Regions from separate parts of the Mus musculus genome. Here region 1 is linked to region 2. A link is a contact called in public Hi-C data. All regions are on one chromosome and are shown on one strand. Each heading gives the region's core, a stretch centred on a gene start, on an enhancer-like site or on the middle of the called end of the contact. The rest is flanking DNA. Distances are from core to core; before and after follow the strand shown. Region 1 has its middle 4.1 kb from the start of Gm36024. Region 2 has its middle 23 kb from the start of Gm534.

Region 1 (6,219 bases), core at 3,682-6,181, 87 kb after region 2:
CAAAAACAAAAAACAAAAAACAAAAATCATTTGTACAGCGATTTCCAAATAACACAGTAAAATTTATTTCCTACCTAAACCATCCCACGGGGTCCATACGCAGGCCCTCATTCACTAGGGCCCATGATAGACTTTAATCCTCACTTTGGCTGAAGTTTTTACTTTAGGGTTAAGGCAGAAGAACCATTCCTGCAGGAACTAAAATGGCTTTGTTAAAGGTGGTCAGCTCCCAGGACCCGGTGGCGTTCGGAACGCTGGGAGAGAGCTTTAAATATGTATTTATGAAGATGCACGTCCCTAAGCTCAGGCTCCTCCTTGCCTCTTATCTCCCTCACGTCCTGGGTCAGAGCCAGCCCTAGGCAAAGCTGACAAATAGTTTATTTTCAGCACTTCCCCATCCTAATCTGCACTCCCCCCACTTCCCTATAACCACCCCAGGTGTTTCTTTCTCCCTGCGTCCCTTCAGCCAAACTCCATTTTCTGGCCTTCCCAATCAAAACTTGCCCTCCAGAAAGGAGATGATCAAATTTTTCACACTCAAACCGATGGAGCACAACTTGAACTGCACATTAAAGACACCTTTCATTTAAACCACACACACACACACACACACACACACACACACACACACACACACACACACACACACACGTGCGCGCGTGCGCGTGCACGCCTGGCCCGGACCCCACCCCCATCCTTGACCAGCTGCCCGAGTCTCTGACAGTGGGTATAGGTATGGAGAGAACACTACCAACAAAGCGGTACTCCCTGTGTTTCCAAGCTGCAGCCAGGGCTGAAAGTCATAATATATCCATTCATGGAAAGGCTCATTATGTTACCCTTTCTGGAAATACCTTTTTTTTTTTTTAATACCATAATGAAGCCTTAACAGTGGGGTTTTCAGACAAGTTGTGAGTTTGATGCAGCATAACAGAAGCTGTCGAGCAAGGAATGACCCCTGTGTTGAAATTGCTCCCTGGGGAGGGAGATTCCTTTTGCAGGGCTGGGAGGTATTAAGCCAAGTAGCTTTCTGCTTTCAGATCTGCTATATAGCTGAGAGTGACTTTGAACTCCTGATCCTCCTGCCTCTGAGATCATCACCATCATCATCAGAACCTGAATTTGACTTTATTTTATCCCTCTGTGGCTGGCTTCCCCCACACACGAAGTTTTGTCTGGTGTTTCTGTTGCCAGCACTCATTCCTCCAGTTGTTCTAGTTTGATTTTCCTGTGGTCAGACTGTTTTCCTCGAGATCTGACTCAAGATAGCTGTCTAGGACTCTCAGCCTTCCACTAAGGGATTAAGGGGCCCTGGTGGCGGTTCCCAGTTTACCCCGCACTAGAGTTAAGGAGAAGCTGGTCCTACCTCTCAGGATGGACCTCACGGTAGTAGTTCAGTAAATGGATTCAAACCTGAGGCTGAGGCTGCTGTGTTATGTGACTCATCTTGTGCTGGTGATATCTGTCAGTACTTTTATAATAACATCACTCTTTATATAGGGGCAACTACTGGGCAGAAAAAAAATAGACAAATATCTGTGGCACGAGTATATTAGAAATAATAAAATTCATTCATTTATTTACTTACCTATTTTTATTTTATTTTGAGATAGGGTGACAGTGTGTATTTCTGGCTATCCTTGAACTCACTCTGTAGACCAGGTTGGCCTTGAACTCAGAGAGATCTGCCTGCCTCTGCCTCCTGTGTGCTGGGATTAAAGACATGCCCCACCACATCTGGCTTCAGAGAAAATTTAAAAGGAAGAAGAAAAAACAGCACCCTTGCAAGAATGACCCATTCCTACTAAATAGATATTAAACTTCTTTTTTCAGCTATCAACCCAACCAAGCCCCTATATAAATCAGGTTTTTACTGATTTCATTAGGTTTGGTTGCTTCTGGGTAGGCTATACGATATATATATACATACATACCAACAACATCACTGTTTGTTGAGCATTTTCTATACATCTAGCATCTACTGTTACCTTTTATTATAATTTCTTTCATGTGAGGAGCACACTAACCCGCTTATTCATATAGTGACCATGAGCTTTCTGCTAGAGAAAGGGAAGTGTCTGGTTTTGGTAGACACATGGGTTCGGAATGAGATGGTTTAAGTTTGAATGTCTGTCCTGTGCATATTGATCATGTGTCTTTAGACAAGTGCTATTCTTTCCAAGCTTCAGAGTTGCTGCTTCTGTAAAAGGTGGATAAAATACAGTCATAATTCATCAGAACACTGACCACAAACTTGGTGGGTCTTCCTCAGGAGTCAGAAAGGTTTGAGTACTCTGTGCTAGATGTGTGCAGGGTTCTGAGTACTTCCTGCCATTATCTCATTAAGAAAACCCATTCATTTATTTATTAATCTGGTTAGCAACTCACATAGTCAGTAGATCACTTCATAAAGTCGTGCTAGGCTGTGAGAGCCCACAGGAAAGCGGAAGGGCAGGCAGTAAGCAAATAATGAGTCTGGAGGTGGTGATAACTGAAGGGGTGAGTGGTATGCGACTGTGTGTGTGAGTGTGCATGTGTGTGAGTATATGTGCATGTGAGTATATGTGTGAGTGTGAGAGTGTGTGTGAGTGTGTAAGGATGTGTATGTGTATGTATGTGTGTGAGTGTATGTATATGAGTGTGTGTATATATGTGTGAGTGTGTATGTGTGTGTAAGTGTGTATGTGTGTGAGAATGTGTGTGCTATGTATGTGTGTGTTATATGTGTGAGCGTGTTGTGTGTGTTGTGTGTATGTATGTGTATATGTGTATGTATATGTGTATATGGGTGTGAGTGTATATGTGTTATGTGTATGTGAGTGTGCTGTGTGTGTGAGAGAGTGAGAGTATGTTGTATGCAGAGGGAGAGGTTGTGAATTTGGAGGAGTCAATGGCTACAGTTAGCAGGCAAAGATGACACTAAGACACCTTCAAGGAAGATGCAGTAAGAGTGTAAGGCAGGGGAGAAAGAATCCTTTGGGCAAAGGAAAAGCCACCTGTCTGGTCTGGTTCCTGGGATGAAGGCCATCATTGTCTGTTCCCTGGCAGTCTAAGGAGTCTGGATTTAATCCTTGGGCTCAGATTTAGCTCCACCTATCACAGGTCTCAGAAATCCTCATTAAGATTTGATGACTTTTCTACGCAGTTCTCATGAATCAATCGGCCACAGCTCAGGCAAGTGGCAGTTTATAAGAGTACTCAGGGGGCTGGCGAGATGGCTCAGTGGGTAAGAGCACCCGACTGTTCTTCCGAAGGTCCAGAGTTCAAATCCCAGCAACCACATGGTGGCTCACAACCATCTGTAACAAGATCTAACGCCCTCTTCTGGAGTGTCTGAAGACAGCTACAGTGTACTTACATATAATAAATAAATAAATCTTTAAAAAAAAAAAAAAATAAGAGTACTCAGCCGCTCATGACAAGAGCCTGAAAGTCTAAAGGCTGGAAGGATATGGACTGATAGCTGGTTTCCAGCAGATAGTCTGACATGATTTCCCTGTCAATTTTTTATTAGCCTTTAAATACCAAATACACAATTCCCTAAACACCCACACACACACCCCGCGCGTGTGCGCACGCCAAAGAGCCTTTGGAAATGTTAACAGACAGCAGTACTGTAAACATTCACTTATCACATTAGAGTATATTCTAAACACAAAAAGGACCCATTACTCTTTTTTTTTTTTAATCACAGAAAGTTTTGCTCACACAAAGCAAACCCATAGCCCTTTGTCTCACCCAGGTCCCCACTCCAAAGCTTCAATGTCTCCTGGGAAGTGTTTTAGCCCTGAAGTCCAGAACCTTACAACGAAACAAGTCAAATATAACAAAGACTGTCTTTGCTCTGAACCAGGGATCACAGCATTCTCTCTGTTTCAATAGTTTCCAAACGCTTCGCAGTGAATGTGTTCTACTTTAAGAATTTCCCAATTAAAGACCTCAGAATGCAGACAAAACTCTGTCACTCCGGCTTTTCCTTTCCTCCTCTCATTTCTAAGGCCAGTTTGTTTTATTCAGGATTGAAGAAAGGACAGCAAGGACAGTTCGAGGGACAAGAAGCACGTTCCATCCCTACCGTAGAGTGCACCCCTCACTCTGATCCCTCTGTTTATATCTTAGTTTTGGACTTCTTGATTCCGAGATGATGGTTTCATCATGTGGGCCTTTTATGAAGAGTATTGCCCCAGTTGATGAAAACAATAGGCGCACAATGGCTGCACAGTGATCTAGTCTCCAGAAAAAGCGTCCATGGAGATCTACAGGGGGAACAAAGGCTAGGGGACCGTTCAGTAACATGTCTCAAATGTGCTTCCAACAAATTACACAGAGGCATCGGCGACAATATTTCAGCCACCTGTAAACAGAATGAATGGTTAAGGCTCCATTTGATAATTGTATTAGAAAATCTTACAAACTGCTTCTTTTCTGGTTTAGGGAAAAAAAATTAAATCACAGGGGGGAAAAAAACGTCACTTCCTGGTCACACTCGTACACAGCAAGAAACATTTTAATTGTAAATGTGCCTTTCAAGACCTTTAAATTTCAAAAAGATGAGGAGGCCGGATCCTGTGTGCTTACTAATCTGTAAATAGAGCACAGGCCAAGAATCAATTCTGAAATGCGGCATCAATTGCACAGGCTTCCACTTAGTTTTAGTGGAATAAAAGCCCTACTAGATACACAAATAACATCAAACTTACTGGATTAAAGAGCGGCCCCTCATACTCTAAATCATGATTGTCAATCATCACCCTGGATTAAGGGATATATTTTAAAAACCTAAAAGCAAGCGCTTCCTTTTAACTTCTGCCTACTGCGCATTTTGGATTACCGCCCAGAAATAGTATTACTTGAAACAAGACTGCCTCCCTCCTACCATCCATGAGAAGTGCATTGTTCCGCAGCTGCGGCGGCCCATCAGCCAGGCACGCGGCTTAGCATGCGAGCAGAGCCCTTAGGATGCTGTCTGTGTTTAGAACGCGGCTTCCCATTTACTAAACAGAGCTGATTTCCAGTTTCGTCAGTGTTTGCCTCAGCATTGCTATCCCCCTACCAGAAAGAAGCAAATTAATCAGAGAACTACGACGGCCACAACTTACTCACATTGTAAAGTGGGGGCATCCTTTAACACCCCCCCACCCCCCACCCACCCCCCGCGGTGGCCAATGAAGCTAGTCTAGCTTTATTTAAATGAAGAATTGTCTCGTTTCAGATTTGTTCGTTAGCGTTATCCACTTGGGCCTCTGTCTTTCAGTACTGGAAACAGTCTTAGAAAAGTCACAGGCTATAAATAACTCTTAGACCATGTAACTATCCAAGGACCTTAGAAAGTTTATATATATATTCAAACCACAGGCTCTTAAAAAAAATTAAAACAGGTCCAGTAACTTGTAGGTTGCTTGGATTTCCAGGTGAGAGAAGTTAGTTTTTGCAAATCAAATCTCTTAATGATCTACCAGACTGGTAACAAGTTTCTTCAGTTAGAGGTGGGGGAAGATGCCAAGGCTGGGGTGTTTGAGGATTTGCTAGTCTGTGCCATTTGGTGTTATTTTTAGCAAGTAAATGTATTAACATTTGTAAACATTGGGGGGCATACTTAGTAATGCAGCTACTTACAATTGTGGGGGAGGGGGTGGAGAGAAAATATCTACTGGTTCTTTAAATAGAAAAAAAATGCATTCCAGAACTAATCTCATGAAGAAATAACCTTTTAATAAGATTACTGCAAAAAGTGTTAATCTATGAAAAGTTCAGCACTCTTTTAATTGCAAACAAAACACTGAGTTTCAACCCAACAGGTTGCTTCATTGAATTCATTCATCCACGCCTGGCAAAGACATTCCAAATTTGAACTTAATTAATATTCCTTCTCTCGGTTTCCATAGTTTCTTTTTAAACACGAGTAGCAGCAAAAACTGGCAGTAACTTTACCCATATTCTCAATAATAACCCCCTCTGGCTATCAATATGGATGAAAAGGGAAAATTTTTCCATATACGGAGAGCCTCCATTTTCATGTCTTTTGTTTAAAAGCTATGCTGGTGAGATATTTTCCTCTTTCTGACTTAACTCTTTCCTGGATTGCGGTTGTCTCAGGGCTTAGGTGGAGAAGGAATGTTCCAGTGTACATTGCCAGTCCTGGATCCAAACAATAGCCTCCCACTCCCTTCCCACAAACCAAATAAAGGGCAGGGATATTCTCTGCTGAGCCTGTATCCT
Region 2 (6,883 bases), core at 1,230-3,729:
AAATATAATTAAAAGAAAGGTTCAATTGGGCCTCCAGTCCTAACCTAAAACTGTTTCAAATGACCTCTGTTTTATTTTATTTTTTTTCACAACAGCCTTTTGTTCTGGGTCTTTCCATCTGTTTGCTAAGCACTTTTCAATGGAAGTCTCAATTAGAAGGAAAAGGGGGAGGGGACAATCATCTAATTCAAAAATTAATTTGGAGATCAGGCTGCTGACTTAGGCTCCTGCCAGCAACTTAAGGCTTTTCAGCCTCGGCCACATGATCCAAGGGAACTGGGCAGCAACTGTCTAGCTGCCTTAATCCTCCTTAATTTGAGTGCAAAGAAATTCACGTGTGTTTCTAAGAACGTTTTTGGGAGTACAAGAAGTCCATTTCAGAGGACACTATCTAATGCCCTTGTTTCTCTGATCTCGCTGTGCTCCAAATTAATTTTTAAAGCCCACAGAGGCAGAGAGCAGGCTGAGTGGATCAGGGTGGGGAGAGGCTAAAAGCAAGTTTATGTCCCAGGTTATCAGAACAATTACTGATGGCATCATCAAAGATTACCCTGATGCCATGTAATGAGTTTCCTCTATGTTTGGATGAAGCCAGGTTCAGATATGAGGAAGGTAAAAATAGTGATGCCTGTCTTTACTTAACCAGGAAAACCTGGTGGAAGGTACCAGGGAGCGAGCCAGGTGGCTCCCACGACACTTTCTTTGCTTGATAGCCTTTAGGATCCCTAGTCTTTAGAGGAATTTAAAGTCTGTGGTTGGTTTTCAAGAAGTAGCTTAAGCTATTGCAGTTGTGGCCACTGGAAGGAATCTATCTTGATGTCTATTTGGGAAAGGAAGAACCTAGAGTTTGTGGAGTTGGTGGGCTCCTGTGCACCTGAGTCTCGTGAGAAACTTCTATCTAGGTTCTACTAATAAAAGTGTGAAGTCGGGGGACTAGGCAGACCTAGAGTCCCCAAGCAAAACTGCTGAATAGGAGCGCTGATTTCTTGAGCTCTCTGCTTCAGTCGTCTTCATTCTTCTCCAGTAATTCCCATTCCTGACCCCCCAAGGAACCTCCCTCCCCAATGCAAAAAATCGTTCCTTGCGCATTGTCCGCATATCACTAAACTGACTCTCAAGAAACTGTGAGATCAAACCGTTCAAACCATGGAGTGAACAGCAGCGATTATTTGCTGAGCTCTTCCTATCTGCTAACCACTGGTCTAAGCACAGAATGCTGCTTGATTGTCAGTAACCTTATGAGGTAGGCCTCATTCTTATTCACACTTTGTATCCTAGGCTAGGCTTTTCTGAACTTCACACTGAGATCCAAATCCAGGAAATTCTAGCACAAAACTCCTAATCCCACAACATCCTTATTTTGCTTTAGTGTATTCATACTAGATAACTGGTAACATTTAGTGGACTCTCCCTTCGGCATTAGTTGCTTGTGACTAGGGGAGGAAGCCTCAACCAAAGAACAAGGCTATAGTTGTGTGTTTCTGATCTGTGCAACCTTCCCCCTGTCTCTGAAACCAAGTTGTACAAGCAGTAGCCACTTATGGGCTTGCCACTGCCTTCACGTAAGCCAAAGAGTCAGGGTAGCGATGGAGAGCAAAGGCATTTAGGAATCAAACCTTTGGAATCATCAAAGTCACCTGATCCACCCCAACCCCCAACCCCCCCTCCCCCACCGGAAGCAGGGATGCTCTGGATCCTTGAGCACAACATTTCAGCTTCTCATTTCTGGTGTTGGTGAACCCTGCCTCAGCTTGGGCACATCTTAGTCATGTTGAGTACAGACCCAAATTTTCTGTGAGCTCAGTTTGCATGTAAGGTGAGACCAGCATACTGGATTCCCTTGACCCCTTCTCCTCAGACATCCCCAAATAGAATGATTCTCTTAGGAACATTGTCAAACCAGTGGGGTGACAAAGAGGCCCAGGATTTGACAGTCCAAAGGCCGAGGAAAAAACAGGTTTGTTTTAACTTTTTCCACAACGATTGTGTGGAATCCTTTTTCTAGGTTGTAATCCTTCAGTCCCTCCAAACAACCCAGTCCACAAGTCCCTAACCTCGACAGTGTGCTTCTCCCACATTTGTCTCCCCAGTCTTGGCTTCCACCAATGGCTCACAAAGGAAAGCAGAGCGCTTGCATTAAGTACAAGGTTCCATACATTCTGATAGTGGTGACCTAATTTTACAGACCCAAACAGTTTGAGTTTTCAAACGTGTTTCTTTTAAGAATTTATGGTTATCTACAAAAGGAAAAGCAACAACAACAACAACAACAAAAAAAAAAAAAACAACAAGCCGCAAACCAATAAGAAGCTGCTGGAAGATTTGAAAGAAATATATTTTGTGAATGAGAAGCTTGCCCCAAAAGTAATCCAGTTTACTTCAGGCTTAACCATTTGGCTTCTGGAAGGCGGGCAGCTGTGTTAGAGGAAGAAGGTCTGTGTTCTTCAGGGACTTGTCACTGGGAGAGGCTGATGTTGTAACAAGAGGGTCTTGTTTCTTGGCCTCCAAAGGCGACTCAGCATTTCACCTAGTCTGCGAGGCAGCCCTGGCCCTGGGCCAGGCATTCAGCTTTTATATGCAAACTCAGCTGATGAGGAAGCCCCAAGAAGTAATTAAAGCAGGGTAAGGCAAGAGATGGGGAGGGCTGGATACTCTCCAGCACTTATGGCGGCCAAGTTGGGGGCTGTTGCCTAGACTAGTTAACCCAAGGGAAAAAAAAAGTGAAAACGTCCACACTGCATGACTGTGTTTTGAGTGTGTGGCAGAAAGATAGAATCAGAAAGCTTTGTGCATGTTTTATTATTGTTAAATAGTTTTAATCTTCCTGATATTTTACCCACTGCTTAAAGTGGATTTGATTTAACTTAAGTTAATAATTTGATTTTTACCTCTGAATAGCAGAAGTAATCAGAAAGCAAAACAAACCCCACAAAACAAAGCTGAGTTGTTCAGGGTCAAGGTTGTAATGAGATGGAGGGGGCAAGGCCTAGCTAGCATCATAAGTCAGTTTTGAGCCTCAACTAACTGTCACCTTTAGCATGTCGCTTAAGCTTTTGAGCCTGTATGACCATGTATGAAATGGATACAGGACCTATTATACTTTTTTCCAGTTGAGATGAAGGCAGGAAAATCACAAACTCAAAGCCAGTCTTAGAGACATAGTGAGTTTGAGCTCAACCTGAGATACACAAGACTGTCCCGAAAGCGAAGAAAGAAGAAAGAAGAAAAAAGAAAAAAGGAAAGAGAAAAGAGAAAAAAGAAAAAAGAAAAAAGAAAAGAGAAAAGAAAGACATAAATAGCCAAATAAATAGAAACTGAGTGGCAAGTATCAAGACAACTGAACAAGCTGCAGAAAGCAGTTAAATAGTGGTGTCAAAGAAAAGAGAGCTAGGGTTAGGGGTTAGGTTTAACTAGGGCAGTGCTCAGCACAACCCTTAGTACTAAGTAGGTGTTCAATAAACACTTCTGAATGAATGCAAACACAAATGACTTTCAAGTGAAGAACAGAACATGTTGTCATCAGCACCCAGCCTGGGAAAAATGATCCGGCCAGACACTCAATGATGAGACTGTCACACACTCAATAATGAGACTGTCTGTGGAGCCTAGCAGCTCTCTTGGCATTTCTCCTTGAGCCAAGTTTTACTTGAATCTGAAAAGTCTCCTGAATGCTCATGTGATTACAGCCTGGTTGCCTCTGATTGGATTGGGCAGGAGATCTGATTTCATGAATGGATTATTAACCCATTGATGGATTCATACTTTGATGGTGTCATTGGGAAAAATCAAGAGGCTAGGAAGTGAGGCCTGAGTTAGAGGGAGTAGGACACTGGGGGCTTGTATGTCTTGCTCTGGCTCCTTCTTGTGTCTCTTTTTTTCTTCCTGCGAGGAGACAACCTCTCTGGTCCAGCACTGTTAGGTGCACAAAGGTGTGGAGAGCCGTGCCGCGAGCAATCGCCATTATAAGAAGGCGCTGGCTTCCGCTGTGCCTAACTAGTAAACAAGCCTTGTGTGCAAGTGCGAGAGTGAACTCACGCCTAGTCACTGCCCATCTTGGGGCGTAGTAATGAGGTGATGAGCGAGCAACAAATCAGGAGCTGACACGCCACATCAGGTGCTGAAACGCCACGCTGAGGGCTATATAAGCAGCACCATTTTCCGGGGTCGGGGTCTTCCCTCCTTAAGAAGCAATAAAGCTTGCCGCAGAAGAATCCGGTTGTCTGAGTGTGTTCTTGCCGGCGAGAACAATAGCTTGGGACACAAAGGGCCTTGTGTTCACAGATAGCACCAAGGAAGCCAGGACTCAAGGCTGTCTTTTCAAGAAAAAAGATATATGACCTGTTTTCCATTGGGAAGGCTAGGAACTGAGGTAGCTAATAGCCTATGTGACCCCTGTGCTATCTGTAGGTCCAGGCCACACCTGGATCCCCAGACTCCCAAAACCAGGAGCAGAGGTGGTTAATAGCCCAGACGACCTCTATAGGCACAAGATTACACACATAACCTATCTTTAGAACCCATCTTCGTAGAAAAATTGGCATGTATTTGGAGTAGGGTTTCCATGTAGCTATGCCTCCTTTTGCACATGGGGTTATGTTACACTGGGAAACTTTCTTCTCAAATTGTATTGTACTTAGATATGACTAGAATAAACTGCCTGGTGTCAGACTCTAGAAGTTTGAACCAACACCAGCTACTGAGTCTTGTTGAACCAGGTTTTCTTCTTGCTTCACATGGATGGGTGGTTACTCTCTGGGGTTAGCAGACGCCCTCCCCTCCCCCCCCAGCACATAATGTTCTGCTTCTCTTCGGGGCTACAGTGATGGAGTAAAGAGGCCATGACTAAAACGTATACAACTACAAGCCCAGACAAACTAATCTTTCTTTCTTTTAGACTGTTTCTCCTAGGTACCTTGTCACAACAGCAGAAAGTGACTCACAGAGACTTTTGATTTGACCCTTTGATGCAGAGGTGTGACCACTGAAGCTCTGGCACCCCTTAAAGGTATGGTTTTGCCATTGTTAACTTGGTTGATTTTAACCAAACCATAAAAGTTATATACATTAACCAGGCATCTCGAGATGGTTTAACGTTATCTCCTCAAATGATTAATATTTCTTTATCATGGAGCAGTTTTAAATCCTTTCCTCTCATTGTTTCAAATGTGCAGCACATGATTGCTGGCAATAGTCAGCTTACTTTGCTCCAGAGCAATACCAGAGCTCCGTAACTCTAAGTATAACTGAGTCCCATTGACAGAGCCCTTCCCATCTCCCTTTCCCTCTGCTTTCTCCCACCTTCGGCCTCTGCCGTTCTGTTGTAAACCTCTGAGTTCAACCGTTTCAGACTCCACCGATGAATGCACAGCACTGTGCTTTTTCAGCTCCTAGCTTTCTTCACTTGGCATTGATCTCCAATCCCATTCACATTACAGGAAATGACAGAGTTTCATTATTTTTATGGTAGAATAGTATTCCATTATGTGGACATTTTCTTCATCTACTCATTGGTTCAAAGGCACTGAGGTCGTTTGCATTTCTTGGTTATTGAGAGTAGTGCTGCATTGAACATGGTTGTGTTGTTATTCCTCTGATATAATTTTCTCTGTATATCTATCTATCTATCTACCTATCTATCTATCTATCTATCTATCTATCTATCTATCTATCTATCTATCCATAAGTAGGATTACTGGATCATTGAATAACTCTCTGTTTTTAATTTTTTAGGAACTTCCCTACTGTTTTCTCTACTGAATATACTAATTTACACTCTCATTGCAGAGTTACCATTAAAAATGGTCATTAGAACAATAAGCACATTCAGCTACTAATATTTGCCTATGCATTATACTGCTGGATACACAGTTGCCCTTCCACACATCTATTACAGTCAAGCTGATCAGAAAGCATTGCTCTGACTCCCAGTTCTCCATGCCTCTGATCCTGTGAGATGGAGGACTTCCATAGCCCTTTTGGCATGGAATGCGCTTAATTCCATTTGTGAATAGAGACAGCAAGCTTGATCCAGGTTTTCATTCAATTAGCACCTGGGTTACACATTGTTTATCTTTATGCTTTCTATTTGAGAAGTATTTTTCTGCCCTTTAAGCAAGCTTTTAAAGCAAATTATTGGCCACTGTACAAGATAAATGCAGGATAGCAAGGAGTTAAGGTACAATTATCCAAATGCATTCCAGCAATCCAAGAGCATCCTGCCCTCCTGATTGCTAAGAAGGAAAAGCAAAATTCCCCCAAATATTTGAATCTCCCAAATAAAAAGAGCAAGATTGAGAGCGAGGACCAGACTGGGAAACAAAAGAGAGAAGGAACCTCCAGGGGGAGGTGGCAGATGGTGTACCAGGTGGACTTTGGCAGTCCACAGAACCGGCCAAACCGACTGGTGGACGAGGCAATTTTTAGCAATGATGGCAGTGTGAGCCAGTGTGTACCAGCCACATGGCCCAGGGCCAGCCATCACTCCCAGTGACATTCCAACCAGATACCCAATGCATTCATTGCTGAAGAGGACTGGGGGCTGGGGGGAGGATTGGGGGGGAGGAAGAAGAGGAGAGTGGGCAAGTGGTACAGGGTGGAGCACTCTCCCGGCTCAGATCTAACAGGTTCCAACATGTCTGAACAGGTAACTAGTAAGGTGGCTTAACCTTTGGTCCCTACACACTAGGGACCATTGGCCTCTGAGGAAGATTTGATTTACTCAAAGAAGTAATTAAATCTGGTGGCATACAGCTAATCAAGGTAGCATTCGACCCTCAGAGCTGGAAAAATTCTTTCTCTCCTTTTTTGTAAATGCTCAAACCCTGGGCACTTTATTATGCAAGTTCCTAATTAAAAGAGAAGAAAACGGGATCGGTCCAGTTCC

Evidence for each region. Hi-C and Micro-C count contacts between places; a contact is called where the count stands out from the background.
Region 1: a Hi-C map of neural progenitor cells shows a contact between it and region 2, with 4 times the contacts expected there. The contact joins two enhancer-like sites. A contact is called at or near these places in 5 of 484 Hi-C or Micro-C datasets (cerebellar granule neurons, embryonic stem cells, nephron progenitors and 1 more) and 2 of 115 datasets of contacts at active chromatin or transcription factors (both in embryonic stem cells).

Annotation. Positions count from the first base shown.
Region 1 is chr14:48,986,065-48,992,283 of GRCm38.p6, forward strand. No RefSeq gene overlaps it. Among named protein-coding and RNA genes, the nearest start is that of Gm36024, 4.1 kb to the left of the region's middle. Within about 2 kb of position 4,932, at least 96 of the 459 cell types and tissues checked have an H3K27ac peak or open chromatin away from gene starts, as enhancers often do. A contact at or near this core is called in neural progenitor cells, where this site is marked.
Region 2 is chr14:48,901,157-48,908,039 of GRCm38.p6, forward strand. No RefSeq gene overlaps it. Among named protein-coding and RNA genes, the nearest start is that of Gm534, 23 kb to the left of the region's middle. Within about 2 kb of position 2,480, at least 15 of the 459 cell types and tissues checked have an H3K27ac peak or open chromatin away from gene starts, as enhancers often do. A contact at or near this core is called in neural progenitor cells, where this site is marked.